2 separate regions of the Mus musculus genome follow, and region 1 is linked to region 2. The links are chromatin contacts, called in public HiChIP or PLAC-seq maps. All regions are on one chromosome and are shown on one strand. The core of a region is the stretch at or near the end of the contact, and the rest is flanking DNA. Distances in the headings are between cores, read along the strand shown. Region 1 holds the start of Macroh2a2 (macroH2A.2 histone). Region 2 holds the start of Tysnd1 (trypsin domain containing 1).

Evidence for each region. HiChIP or PLAC-seq counts read pairs in DNA pulled down with a chosen protein or histone mark.
Region 1: an H3K4me3 HiChIP or PLAC-seq map of embryonic stem cells shows a contact between it and region 2, with 33 read pairs. The contact joins the promoter of Macroh2a2 here to the promoter of Tysnd1 in region 2. A contact is called at or near these places in 2 of 39 promoter capture datasets (the 3T3-L1 cell line and hippocampal neurons), 1 of 15 datasets of contacts at CTCF or cohesin (the NIH/3T3 cell line), 11 of 484 Hi-C or Micro-C datasets (the HL-1 cell line, Sertoli cells, brown adipocytes and 6 more), 3 of 115 datasets of contacts at active chromatin or transcription factors (all in embryonic stem cells) and 2 of 9 other capture datasets (adipose tissue and pancreatic islet).

Annotation. Positions count from the first base shown.
Region 1 is chr10:61,778,792-61,785,714 of GRCm38.p6, forward strand. Macroh2a2 (macroH2A.2 histone) reads right to left here and starts at 5,073. Exons shown (of 9, transcript NM_207000.2): 1 at 4,992-5,073. Gm2137 (basic proline-rich protein) reads left to right here and starts at 3,236. Exons shown (of 3, transcript XM_006514419.2): 1 at 3,236-3,268; 2 at 4,360-4,842; 3 at 5,311-6,031. The coding sequence starts at 3,236. The coding sequence ends at 5,481.
Region 2 is chr10:61,692,414-61,699,308 of GRCm38.p6, forward strand. It overlaps Tysnd1 (trypsin domain containing 1), which reads left to right and starts at 3,101. Exons shown (of 4, transcript NM_027912.1): 1 at 3,101-4,329; 2 at 5,885-6,015. The coding sequence starts at 3,158. It overlaps Sar1a (secretion associated Ras related GTPase 1A), which reads left to right. Exons shown (of 7, transcript NM_009120.3): 7 at 1-884.

The sequences.
Region 1 (6,923 bases), core at 3,823-6,322, 88 kb after region 2:
GGAACTCACTTTGTAGACCAGGCTGGCCTTGAACTCAGAAACCCACCTGCCTCTGTCTCCCGAGTGCTGGGATTAAAGGCGTGCGCCATCACCGCAGGGCAGAAGCGTCACCTCTTACAACTCCTTGTACAGTGCTAGGGACACAGTTGACATTTAATAGATATTCCTTAAATGAATGGATAATTTAAAAGAAATGACTTAATTATTATGCTTCAAAGCATTTTTTCTTTTTCTTAAGAACACCCCCCTTCCCCACCGTCCAGTGTGGTGATGCATGCCTTTAATTCCAGCACCCAGGAGGCAGAGGCAGGCGGATTTCTGAGTTCAAGGCCAGCCTGGTCTACAAAGTGAGTTCCAGGACAGCCAGGGATATACAGAGAAACCCTGTCTCAAAAAAAAACCAACCCCTCCCCTAAATTTTATGTATATGAATACACTGACACTGTCTTCAGACACCAGAAGACACGGGAATTGAACTCAGGACCTCTGGAAGAGCAGTCAGTGCTCTTAACCGCTGAGCCATCTCTCCAGCCCTTCAAAAGCACTTCTAAATGCCAGCAAGATGGCTAGGTAGGAAAGGGTGACTGCGGCAAAGCCTGCGGACCTGAGTTCTAGCCTCAGCATCTGTAAGGAGGAGGAAACTGAGGACAACTGGCTCTTGAAAGTGGTCTTCAGACACCCCAAAACAGTAATGATTTTTTTAAAAAGCTTTTGCAAAAGCATTATTAAGGTTTCCTCTTTATTTTGTGAAATGAAATATCTTTTCAAATAGCCATCACCCCCTTCGATTTAAATCCTAAGAGAAATTCCCTGTCTTCCAGCTGTGGCTGGAAACACCACCTTTCCCGGCTGCCACTGGACTCCCAGGCTCAAGATGTGGCTCAGGGGGCTCAGCTGGAGGAGTGCTGCCCTAGCATCCTGAAGCTCTGGCTTTGAGTCTCAATGACTGTATAAACTAGGTGTGTTGGGTGCATGCATGTAACCTGGGGACTTGAGAGGTAGAGGGAGGAGGATCAGGGTCTCAAGAATGATCAGGAAGATCACTCTTGGCCAGAGTTCAAGGCCAGCCTGAGATAAAACAAAAGAAACACCTACTACCCTTTTCTCCTTTTTTATTTCCACCTTCCCCCTAAACTTCTCACGGACCCGTTCAATGAAACCATTGGAGCGTCCTTTTAGTTCATCCTTCAATGGGAAGGGGGTATTCCAGGCCTGAACTCAGCCTTGCTGGGATGTCACATAAAATCTTATTGGAGATGGAGGAGGTGGGGGAGCACCTCTTGCCTCATCTTCTCAGCCACTCCCACCTAGTCCTCCCACCTTCTCTAGCACACCTAGACCCGCTCCTCCCTTCCAGTGTGAAATCCTCTCCTTCCTTTAAAACGTTCGACACTTTGTGGATTTCCATCCCAGTTATCCTGTATCATTTCCGAGCAACTCGACGCTTGTACCTGGTCAAGCAATCCACAGATTGACCGATGCGTACAACGCCAAAGGTCACGGCAGCCATGGTAGCTGGGATCCAAAGTTCTTCACACTGTGACTCTCTCCTCACACTTTCCACCCATTCACATGGTATTTTCATTTGTAGAGATCTACAGTTCATCTTTTTTTGTGTGCCTGCAATTTGCCCCTCTCTTTCTTTATTGATAGCATGCCTTGGTGATCTTTCTCTGTATACACTCGCCAATCTTATTCTTCGTCATGGCTGTCTCATATTCCAGAACAAAGGTATGTGAAGGATGATGGAGCATTCCTTACTAGTGGCTGTTACTGGGTTTTCCTTGTTGAAACCACCAAAACTCTGCCATGAATGTTTGCACGCAGGGAGCTCACTGTCTGCTTCAGTAGGATGTATACTGAGAAACGGAGTGCTAGGGAGATAGACAGCTTAGAGAGAAAGGTGCTTGCTGTCAAGCCTCATAATCTGAATTTGATCTCCAGGACCAACACAGGAAAGGACAGCAAGCTGCCCTCTGACCCCCAGCCTCACACTACACACACAGTAAGTAAATACAACAGTATCAGAAAAAAAATTCTAATTGCCACTTTATAGCATGTGACTATTATATGCTTAGCGGTGCCAAACTCAGGGCTAGGGAGATGTCTCCTTGGGCCAAAACTCTTGCCACCCAAGCATGAGGGCCTGAATTCAAATCCTTGAACTCACGTCAAAGCCCGATGCATAGAGTATGTGCAATTCCAGTAGCCCTTCAGAGAAATTTCAGCCACAGTCAGAACTGTCAGAAGCCCAAGGGCAGAACTGCCGGAAGGACAAAACCAGCCTGGCCTGATCCCTGGGGTTGTCCTCTGACCTCTCTATGGGCGCTATGGCACATGTAGACTTAACACAGATACACACACACACACACACACACACACACACACACACACACACACACGTAAAAACCAGTGCCTAACTGCCACGCACACAGTCTTTGTCCACAGGCACATACCCCTAGGCAATAGAAGGTACCCAATTTCCCAGGAGCACAAGTAAGTGATAAAATTTTTTTCCTGTGTTGGCTACATTTTTATTTTAGCATCTCCCAGGCTGGAAGTGGGGTGCTCACAGAGAGTAGAGCCCCGATTTCCTCAAATCCATGTTGCTCTCTCTGCCTGGATCTGTTTAAGAGTTCCTGCTTGCTGGGCAGTGGTGGCACACACCTTTAATCCCAGGACTTGGGAGGCAGAGGCAGATGGATTTCTGAGTTCGAGGCCAGCCTGGTCTACAAAGTGAGTTCCAGGACAGCCAGAGCTACACAGAGAAACCCTGTCTCGAAAAAAAAAAAAAAAAAAAAAAAAAACACCAAACCAAAAAAAAAAAAAAAAAAAAAAAAAAGACTTCCTGCTCAGTGAACGCTGCCTGGCTGACCCCTAGCAGATCATATGTCTTTTCTGCTCATCTCTACAACACACACTTTTCAAAGGCACTTATCAAGCCGGCAACTAACTTTAAGGCCATTTCTTACAAAAAAAAAAAAAACCAAACAAACAAAAACAACAACAACAAAACAGTCTTATGAGAATTCAATTTTTGCACGGGCCTCTCTGTGGGTGTTGATCTCTTCCATTTAAAACTGTCTGCCACTGAATTCACCTCCAGCTTCCCTAGCAGGAGGTAGAGAAAACAGGGTTTGGTTGTCTCAGGTGGTAGCCAGCAGGGGGTCCGGGGCTCGCTGTGGCACAGCAGGCCATAGGCATCCCACAAGCCCTGTCGTCAAGGCAGAGGAATATGGATAGGGTCAGAATCTTTCTGGATCCAGAGGTAAGTTCTTTTCATGGAGTTCTGAAATAGCAGAAACTGTGAATCATATCTAAAGGCTAAGAAGAGCGGATCCAGAGAGGGTAGGACAAACTGGAGGACAGGAAGACAGTATTTTAAGAGGGAATTTGGATGCAAGGAAAGAGATCTTGCTGCTATGAGTTATTTTATTAAGATACAATTTCCTACAGCGGGATTCCAATATTTGAGTTCCTGCATTTCAATATTTCTGAAAACTCCAAGGCACCGTCTACGGGTCCTGGAGTTCTGAGCATTTACTTGTGAGAGTTCTCTCTGTGGTGAAAGGAACCGCTTTCACTCTGGCAGAAGGAGCGGGCTGGGGACTAGGCACAGTTTAATTTGTTTTGAGACGTTAAAAGCAAAGACATTTTACTCTGAATAAGGTTTTCTCTCCCCCCCAACCCCCCACTGAACAGTTTTATTTCAACATAAACAGACGCTGAACCAGGGCTGCTGTTCTCCATAGGATTGATCGCGCCTGGGGCCTCCTGGGGTGTATGGCTTCTTGCTGTGATTTCCCCTGAAGCCAGCTCACCTGGAGAACTGCTTCAGTTGCTCCAGTCTGGGCAACCTGAGCCCAGTTCCCAATGAGTGCGTCCACTCTTTGGTTTTTTTCACTGGCCCCTTTCCCACTTTCCTCATCCCAAGAGAACCACGGCCCAAACGCTGCAGTAATGGCCAGGCCTAAATCAGGCCCACCCGTGGCTCATTTGAAGCCCAGGCACCATCAGTAATGCTGAACTCGTGAAGAAGGAGGTTCAATTGGCGTTTGGTGGCGGGGGTGGGGTTCGATGCCCCTTTGGCCATTGTTGAGAGGAACAAAGAGGGCAGGAGCTAAGGGCGCCCCCATGAGGAAAGGCGTGGAAAGCCACTCTGGGGAGCCATCCTAGGCTAGCGGGGCTGGAAAGCGGTGCACCTGGATGGCGCTCTGGCAACCGGGGAGGCAGGGCTGATTTCTACCCGCGGCAGCGGCTGCCGCCTTTCCCTGACTTGACTTTGATCCCCCTCTTCTTGATATTGTTACTATTATTTTTGTTATTTTCCCGCGCAAATTAAGCAGCTGGGACCGGTAGGGCGAGCCGCTCAGGGGCCGCCATTTGCCGGTGGAAGCACCGATCGCCCCGGAAAGGGAACCCGAGGGGAGTGCTCGGCCTCAAGTCCTCCTCCGCCCGCGGCTCCCGCAGCATCCCGGCTCCGCGCCCGCGCCGCCCCGGCGTCTCTGCGTCCTCCTCCATTGTCAGCCCCGCGCCCAGCTCGGCACCCCGGAGGCCCTGGTCGCGCGCCCTCGGCCCTTGCGAGCCAGCGTCCCCCTCCCGGTTCCCTCGGCGCCCGGGCGCCTCCCTCCTCCCTCCCCCGCTCCCCGAGCTCCGCATCCAGGGCTCCCGGCACCGCCAGCCTGGCCGCGGGACCCCGCATTTCGGCATCCTCCCTGCTTGGCCCAGGGTGCCCCGGCCCCTCGCCAGCGGCGGGCATCGCGCGGCGTCTTCGGCAAACCCCCCTTTTATCTCCCGAGGAAGCAAGTTGGGCAGATCGATTTATTAATTTCTGTGGCAGAGGTGGGTCGGTGACCGGGGTGCGCCCTCAGGGCTGCAGCGGGGAGGCGCCGTGGCTCCCTTCGGCCCCTGCACTGCCCGGACAAGAGGGTTTTGTTTCCAGACCCCCGGCGCCCCCCGAAACAATGATGCCATGGGCATGGCGGGCTCACCTGGTGCTGCACCGCGGGCTCCGGGCGCCCGGTGGCCTAGTGCGCGCCAATCCCGGCCGCAGGTTCGGCCCGCGTGCCGCCGGTGCTGGGCAGGACCCTGCCTTTCTTGGGGTTGTATCTGTGCGTGTCAATGGCGGCAAGCGGCAGTTCTCCGGGCCGCGGATAGTAGCGGGGGGAGGAGGAGGAGGGAGAAGGGATTGCTCCTTCTCCACATAACCACCTCTAGGAGGAGTCGCTCAGCCTCATCCCCCGCCAGCCCAGGCTCCGCGACGGGTCCGGGGGCTTTCGTGGGGCTTGATGAGCTATTGTCCTTCTGCAGTGGAACCACAGGGCCAGTTCGCGGAGCTGTCGGCTGCGAGGACACCGCTTCCCTAGAGCCCGGCACGGAGGCCTTGTGGTCACCAGCCACAGGCTCCAGATAGCTCGACCCACCTTTGCTGGGCGAAAGAGGTGTGGGCGTTCATCTGCCCATTACGGGATGAGAAGGTGAACGAAAAAAAAAAAAAGCAAGCCACGTTGGATGCAGCCCTGATCTGAAATTACCAAACACGTTACTGTGTCGCGCACGGCGCCGAAGGAACCGAGAATTTATTCTGGTGATTCGCTAGTAGTGATGGAGATCCAGATGTGCTTCCTGGTGGATGAAGACCATGTGCCCCGGCATCATTTAAAAATTGGATTGCGTTAATTTGCCATCTCCCGACGGTTATTGAGGTTAAGCACAAAGAGAGTGTCTAAAGAAGCAATTTTTTGTATTAGTTTCTGGAAAATTCATTGTGATGGCGGTGCAGTGGACAGTATCAGGTGACACTGGGCGCGTGTAGTTGTTTGGTCCCTGATGAAAAACCACGTTGTCTTTTGTACTGTGAACCCTGTCAAGGGCACATGGCTCTAGGGCCAGTCACCGTAAGCATTCAGTTGAATGGACGGTCCATGGTGCCTCAGATTTTTTCCTGCATGAATCAGAGGACTCTGGGAGGAAACCTTTTGATTTCTGCAAAAAAAAAATAAAAAATAAAAAATAAAAAATGTGAAGCCGAGATCTTTAGCATTGAGCGAATGGACTTTGCCCAAACCCGTGACCTTTTGTATGTGTGCTCGCTGCCACAAACTAACTGTACTTGTATCTATGTACACAGTGGGGGACTTTGGGGGTCACCGAAGACCTGTGATTGCCTGGGTGGAGAGAAGTTAGCTACTCAACCACCCTCGCCATTTTATCAGGCGGGCCGCTGGCATTTATAGACCAGTGCTTTCCATTGAGAATGTGTATTTTAAGCTTGAGTGTTTTGCTGAGAACCAGCCATGTCTTTTGCTCTCCCTGCAAACCATGCATGGTTCATTCTGCTGTAAACGTATCTCCCATAATGGGGACCCCACAGTATGAGAGAGAGGACAGCCAGCCCTGAGGCTCCTGCAGAAGCCCTTGATGCTCTCTGGGGATGACCCTCCTGTCTATTGTTTTGGAAGTCTTTGCCAGGCCAGAAGCCCACCTCTTTGCAGAGATGTGTGTTTAAAGGATTTCAAATGGCCGCCTGAGATGTCTCTTGGTGGCATTTCTGCACATTCCTAGAGGGAGTGCCCATCTTTCTTAGTAAAAGTAAAAAACAAACAAACAAAAAAAAAATCAAAAAACAAAAAAAAAACTTCAGGCCAGCATTCAGGATAGTTCTAGCACCTTGTAGGAGAACTTGACCATTGCTCCCTGGCCCCAATCAGCCAACTTCACAGAAATGTAGTGAATTATTCATTGGCACATAATAGTCACATTCTCTATAATTTCTATTAAAAGTGATATATGTGGCTAGGCATGGTGGCACATGCCTTTAATCCTAGCACTTGGGAGGTAGAGGCAAGTGAATTCAAAGCCAGTCTGGAGACCCTGTTTCAAAAAAAAAAAAAAAAAAAAAAAAAGAGCCATTTTAATGTGAT
Region 2 (6,895 bases), core at 1,851-4,350:
GCTTTTTATATATATACAGATAGCATTTGGTTTTCTTGCTGCCGTGTGTGATGTTAACTTTATATTTTACCCTTGAGTGCATGAGAGGAGATGGTCTGCAGATGGGAGGGTATCTTGATTCTGATTTCCTTTAATGCAAGGTGAGAGTAGGTTCTTAAGTGGAGATTCTGCTGTTGCTGCTGCTGTATTCTGACAGGCTCGTGTCCAGCAAGAGGGTAGGGAAGCTAGAAGCACACTCCTGGAGAGTGACTTACCACATTTTAGTTTTGAGCACTGAGCCTATGGGACAGTGTTTTGTTACACTGCCGGGTTTCCAATGCAGAGGCTTGGTGAGGTGTCTGTCTGCAAACTGCATGCACTGCGTTCACCCACGTACAGCTGGGATGAGAACTGTCAGTGTGGAAGGGCCTACTGTTAAAGCCCTGAGTGAGCTAGGTAGGTGACTGTTGTGCCCTTCATTGCCTTTGGCTAAAGACTGTCCACATGTCTGTCCAGGCACATGACAGGTGTGAGGGCCTCAGCGTTGGGTTCTTCATCTGTCTTTCTCGTTTGTCCCTAATTGCTCGGTAGCAACCTAGAAGACTGGACTCTGCCCAGGGTGGCTCTTTGTGAAAGTGGTTTATTCTGGCCACCGGAGAAAGATGGCTGAACAGTGGCACCAGTCTGCTTCATGCTGCACAGAACACCGTCTTAAGTAAGGTGGCCAAAAGAGGTTGCTGCAGCAAGTGCAACTCTGCCAGGGCCATGGCCAGGGGCTCCAATGAACTGAGACTCTTCATTCTGTTTATCAGAGTGCACATGTGTCCTGTTTCAGCAAAAGTAAAACTGTCATTTACAAAAGGTCAGTCTGTATCCTAAGCATTTTAATAAAAAGCTAAAATGAACTTGCCTCTCTCCTTTTTTAAAATTGATTTATTCTGAGTAAGCATGCGTTGTTGGGAAGGAAAACAAGAATTCTTACTTATAGGGAAGGACATTTAAAGAGAATGTGAGTCTTGAATTGCTACCAGGATAAAAGACCAAGTAAAAAAGGCTGAGCACTAGTAGCAAATGCAGTACTGTTTGATCATGAAGTGGCCCAAGGTTGTTGGTCATCTTTGCAACAGTGCTAAGGACTGTGCTTGCACGTACTAGCTACACGTTCAGAGCCACACTTGGCGAAACAGAAGTCTGATTCCACATTTACATTACAGTTGCTTATAGAAAGCACCAGAAGACAGAACAAAATCCGAAACAAAACATGCTGGATGTGTCCTGAGATCACCTTTACAGGGGAAGGAGACTGGTTCTGTGGGCAAAGGGTATATTTGCCAGGGACAGAGAGAGACCTGAGAGTCAGAGTTCTGAGGGCCTTAACACAAGGTGCTGCTGGCTGACTTGGGCCGTCTGTACTGTGATCAGCCCTAAACCACCTTAATCAGGAACAGAGGGCGCTGGAGACTTGAAGGGCATCAAGGGGGAATTAATGGATTCTAGAGAGTCTTAATTGCTAGGAAGTTGGGGAAAGTAGATCTTGTCATCTGTGTCTGCAAACCCAGGACTGCCTGCTCTGAGAATGCGCTTCATTCCAGTTCTGTCTGCCTCAACCGCTGTTTGCCCTTATTAGGTAGGTTTGTGACACAGGAGCACTGGAAGCATTAGGTGTGAGGCTGGGAAAGCAGCAGCAGTGTTAACTCCATTCCCAGAAGTCTCACTGAACATTAATACATCCTCTAATCCCAGCACTCTAGAGGCAGAGGCAGGCCGATTTCTGAGCCAGCCTGGTCTAGAGTGATTTCCAGGACTGCCAGGGCTACACAGAGAAACCCTGTCTCGAAAAACCAAGCCAAACCAAACCAAAAACCATTAATATACTTTAGAGAGATTCATGAAGTCTCTCCAAACATACCTGTTCATGCCCACCTGTCCTTGGAAAGTGAGGAACTTTTTAATACTATATTTTATGTGTACGTGTTTGCCTGCCTGAGTCATGAGTTCAGGGGACAGCAGATGCCAGACGAGAGTATTGAATATCCTGGAATTATAATTACAAGCAACTGTAAGGTACCATGTGGGTGCTGGGAACCAAACTAAGGTCCATGCTTAGAGCTGTAAGTGCTTAGAGCTCTTAAGTGCTGAGCCCTCCTCTCCAGTCTTGATTTTTACACTTGTAAATGGTGGAGGAGATGAGCTGTTATGAAATTCGAATTACGAGACTGGGTTATATGCTGAATATTTGGAAGTGATGATTTTATAGCCCACAAAACCTGAACTAGTTCAGTCTGTACTTTCAAAGTATTTGCCCTGACCTAACATAAATCCGGAGTGGTGGTTAGACATGTCGTGTGAAAGGTTGTATAATACATGGTTAAATAACCCATGGGTAAAGTAAAACTGTAATCCCTGGACTCTAGGGAGGATGTAGGCAGAAGAACTGCCGAAGTTCGATGCCAGTGTGGGCCAAAAAGTGGCACCCTGTGCCACTTTCAAAACAATTTATGTATTTAGGAATTTTAGTAACTGTCCTAGGAGCAATTTTGTGAGTCGCATGCCCCCTAGTGGATTGTTGTAGGATTTACAAAATTTTTTAAGTAGATCGGGGTTTGGTGGCTTGGGAGGTAGAAACTGGTAGATCCCGAGTTCGAGGCCATCCTAGTCTGCAGCTCGAGTTCCTGCACCAAGCAGAGAAACCCTATCTCGAAAATCCAGAATAAACACATGTATGTATGAATGTACGTACTGAATCAACCAAGGGTTCCCTTGGCCCATATTGTTCCACTGTCAAGAGACGGAGGTTGCTTACATCCGTGCAGTGGCTGTAGGGTACAGTTAGATGCCGGTCAAGTACGAGATTCGACTGGGGAGTGTCGCCCTTGTCGGTTTCCCTGTGACGCTTCACGTCTGTGTCTCAGGAGGTTTCTTTTCACCTCTTCCCCCGCCCCTCCACCCCGCCACCCCAAACCCAAGGATTCCTAGGCTGGCTAAATTAAGAGGGCGGGGAAAGGAGGATTAGCAAACGAGGAGTAGCATCAATAGCCAATCAGGACTCGGCGCTGTGCCCAACCAATAAGAGCGGTCGCTTGAGGTTTAGCCAATCGGGCTCGGCAAGGAGGCCTGAGTCAGAGTTTGCGCCAGTCGCCCTGTGGTGACAGCCGTTGTGCGACGTCTTGGGGAAGCCATGGGGCGGCAATGGGGACCCTCTATGAGAGTGGCGGAGCAGGCGGGCTGCGTGGTGAGCGCCTCGCGGGCCGGACAGCCTGACGCGGGCTCGTGGAGCTGCAGCGGGGTGATTCTGAGCCGTAACCCAGGCCTAGTGCTGTGCCACGGAGGCATCTTTACCCCCTTCCTGCGGACGGGCAGCGCGGCGCTGACCCAGACGGGCACCGCCTTCCTGCCGGGCGACAGTTGCAGCGATGACCTACGTCTCCACGTGCAGTGGGGACCCACGGCTGCCAGCCCTGCCGGTCGCGCGGATCAGGAACTCCCGGGGCTGTGCACGCCTCAGTGCGCAAGCCTGGGCCTCGAACCCGGCGCCCCGAGCCGGGCCCGCGCGCGGCCTCTGCAGCCCCCGCGACCAGCGCAGCTGCTGTTGCTGCTCAGCTGCCCGGCCTTCCGCTCGCATTTCGCTCGGCTCTTCGGGGCCGATGCGGTCGATCAATGGCACTTCGTAAGCTCGGCGCCCGACGATGCGGTTTCGGAGGAGGAAGAGGAGGACCAGCTGCGCGCGCTCGGCTGGTTCGCCCTGCTGCGGGTGCAGCGGGGCGCGGCGGCGGAGGAGAGGCGCGGACCGGTGGTGACCGTGGCACCGCTCGGGGCCGTGGTCAAGGGCGCACCGCTGTTGGCTTGTGGCTCTCCGTTCGGTGCCTTCTGCCCGGACATCTTCCTCAACACGCTGAGCCGCGGCGTGCTCAGCAACGCGGCCGGGCCGCTGCTGCTCACCGACGCGCGCTGCCTGCCGGGCACGGAAGGCGGCGGAGTGTTCGCCGCTCGACCTGCGGGTGCGCTGGTGGCTCTGGTGGCCGCGCCGCTCTGCTGGAAGGCCCGCGAGTGGGTGGGCCTCACGCTGCTGTGCGCCGCCGCCCCGCTGCTTCAGGTTGCCCGCTGGGCGCTCGCCCGTCTGCACCCCGGCTCCGCTTCCCTGTCTGTGCTGCTGCCGCCACCCGATGTGAGCACGCCACGGGGCCTGCCTCTGCGCGATCTCGGACCCCCGTGGGCGGCCGCGGCGGTGCTGGTGGAGTGTGGTACCGTGTGGGGCTCCGGAGTGGTCGTGGCGCCTCGCCTGGTGGTCACCTGTCGCCATGTGGCACCCCGGGAAGCAGCCAGGGTGTTGGTACACTCCGCTACACCCAAGTAAGACTCAGGACTGCCCGCCCTCACCAGGCCCCCAGTGTTAGAGACCTCAGTTCATATTTGACAACCAGGACTCCAGTGAGGGGATCTGGGCCTCTTGATAGGGCCCAGCGAAGCTTGAGCAAACTGCCAGGCACAAGCGACTCTTAGCGCGGGGACCCGTGGGACTATGGGCAGCAGCAGGTAGGACTGGGTGACTTTGAGCCCTTTAGCTAGCATGAAACTCTTTGGGCAGCTTTTCTGTCTCTTGGCTTTGCAGTTTAGGCCCTGTGAAAGCCCTTTGACCATAGAAGGCTGACCCTAAGAACTTCAACCCTGTAAGTGATAAACGAAAGCCCTGAGGTAATGATTGATGTGGCATACCTAGTGAGGGCTCCCTTAGAGCCTCACCAGGACTGCCTTGCCACCTGAAGATGAAGCAAGGTTGTCCTAATGAGAGCATAGGGCTTGGACCCATGCGGATGGATGTGAGTGACCCCAGAGTGTAGGTAGGAAAGGAACTTTAGACAGTCAACTTACTTCCTCTGTGGAGAGACACCTTTGCTCTCCTTTTTTTGCCCTGGCAGTAGGCCAGTGGCCCTGGCTTTCTGGCATGGTTGTCTATGGTTCTGTGTCCTCTGTAGCCCCAGATACTTAACTTAGGACCTTGGCTTTATTTAAGCTTGTCCCTTGCCTGTCAGCCCAGGCCTTTCTGAACTTCTGAGGTTAGCCCTGTATGCCAGTGAAGCTCAGCTCTGCCAGGGCCCCCATGGGCAGGCAACTGAACATCTATAGTTTCCTAGAGACAAGGAGGATTGCCTATGGTGTGCCCCCAACTTCTCCCTCTCCCTTCGATGGCTGATCTTAAGGACATCACTAGGTTTTTCTGGAGGCAGCTCCCCTGCAGAGTAGGTAGTCGGGTGCCCCCGTGTCTGGTCCACATAGTGAGTTCCTGGACAGCTAGGGCTATGGAGAGGGACCCTGTCTCCAAAAAGAAGCCTCTTCCCCTCGTGCCTGCCCAGGAGTCCAGAGTTGTGTTAGGCTTGGCCTGGCTCCTCACTGTTTGCTCTGTGACCTTTAGGAAGGTTGCTTGGCCTCTCTGAGCCTCAGCTGCACCATCTAAAGGGGATACTCCCAGGGCCTTGGTTGTAGTTTAAGGGGAAGAATTGAGACTGTCCAAGCATCAGCAAGGCCTGGTCACAGCACTCACCTGGTTATGGTCAGGCATACACAGCTTTGTATAGATGTGTGATGTGTTGGGAAAGCACATCTGGTTAAGTGTAGATTTCAAGGTTGATACCTGTACCTGTATTCTGACTTCAGTCCATAGCACACTCATTCATTCTCTCTCCCTCTCTCTCCCTTTCTCCCTCCCTCCCTCCCTCCCTCTCAAAATAAGACACTCTCAATATGCCCAGAGCTCACAGAGGTCTGCCTGCCTCTGCCTCCCAAGTGTTAGGATCAAAGATATGAGCCACCATAGCCAGCCCATTCCAAGACTTGTCTCTCGTATTGCTCTCTTCCCAGTGCTAAGACAACAGAAGGCTAGCTTGTCAATTGTTTCCTGTGTCCCCAGGAATGTGGCAATCTGGGGACAAGTGGTGTTTGCCACTCAGGAGACCTCTCCATATGACATAGCAGTGGTGAGCCTGGAAGAGGAGCTGAATGGTGTTCCCACGCCTGTCCCTGCTGGGCACTTCCATGAAGGTAGAGGACAAAGGGACTGAAGTGATGGTGGTGTGTGTGTGTGTGTGTGTGAGAGAGAGACCTGATAGCCAGCAGGCAGAAATGGGCAAAGCCTGCCAAGCAAGAGAGTTGGGAGCTTAGGTAGGGTTTGGGGCTTCTTAGACTTCCCTGTATATCAGACGTTGACACCTCAAGTGCTGAGCCAAGTGGATACCTTATTGAGGGCCTGAAGCAGGGTGATATGGGGTCCTGGGCCTTGGGAACTCCAGTGCCATAATTTGGGTGGCATGTCTTAGATTTTTTTATGTTTTGAGACAGCATCATCATAAATAGCCCAAGTGGGCGGTAAACACCCCAGACGGCCAAGGCTAACCATAAACTTCTGATTCTCCTGCCTCTTCTTCTGGGGTCACACATGTGCTATCACACTCATTTCATGGGATACCCAGGGTTTGTGCACGCTAGGCAAGCACACCACTGACTGCCCCAGCAGTCTCCAGCCCCAAAGATTCTATTTCATATGGTGACAAAAGAGAGAGAGGTCCTCTAGATTAGCATCTGTCCTCTGCCGTACATTCTTAACACACACATACACACACCATCTCAGTTTGCCCTTTTGTCAAATGGGGCTGGTGCGCCTTCGGGTGCAGTGAGGACTGGGTGAGATGTGCCGTGTTCCTTCTCAGCACTTGGAGAATGGAGCCAGCGCTGGGTGTGGCCACATCACCATGTCTTCACCAAGAGATTTGGTCCCAGAGAGATGGATAGTGACTACAGGCATGAGCTAGGTGACCACAGCCTGAAAAGTGACTACCCCACTCAGTAAAGGAGTGAGGGCTGAGGGCCTGCCCGATGCTGATGCCCCAGAGCACTGGTTGGATACATGCAACTGGGAACAGGA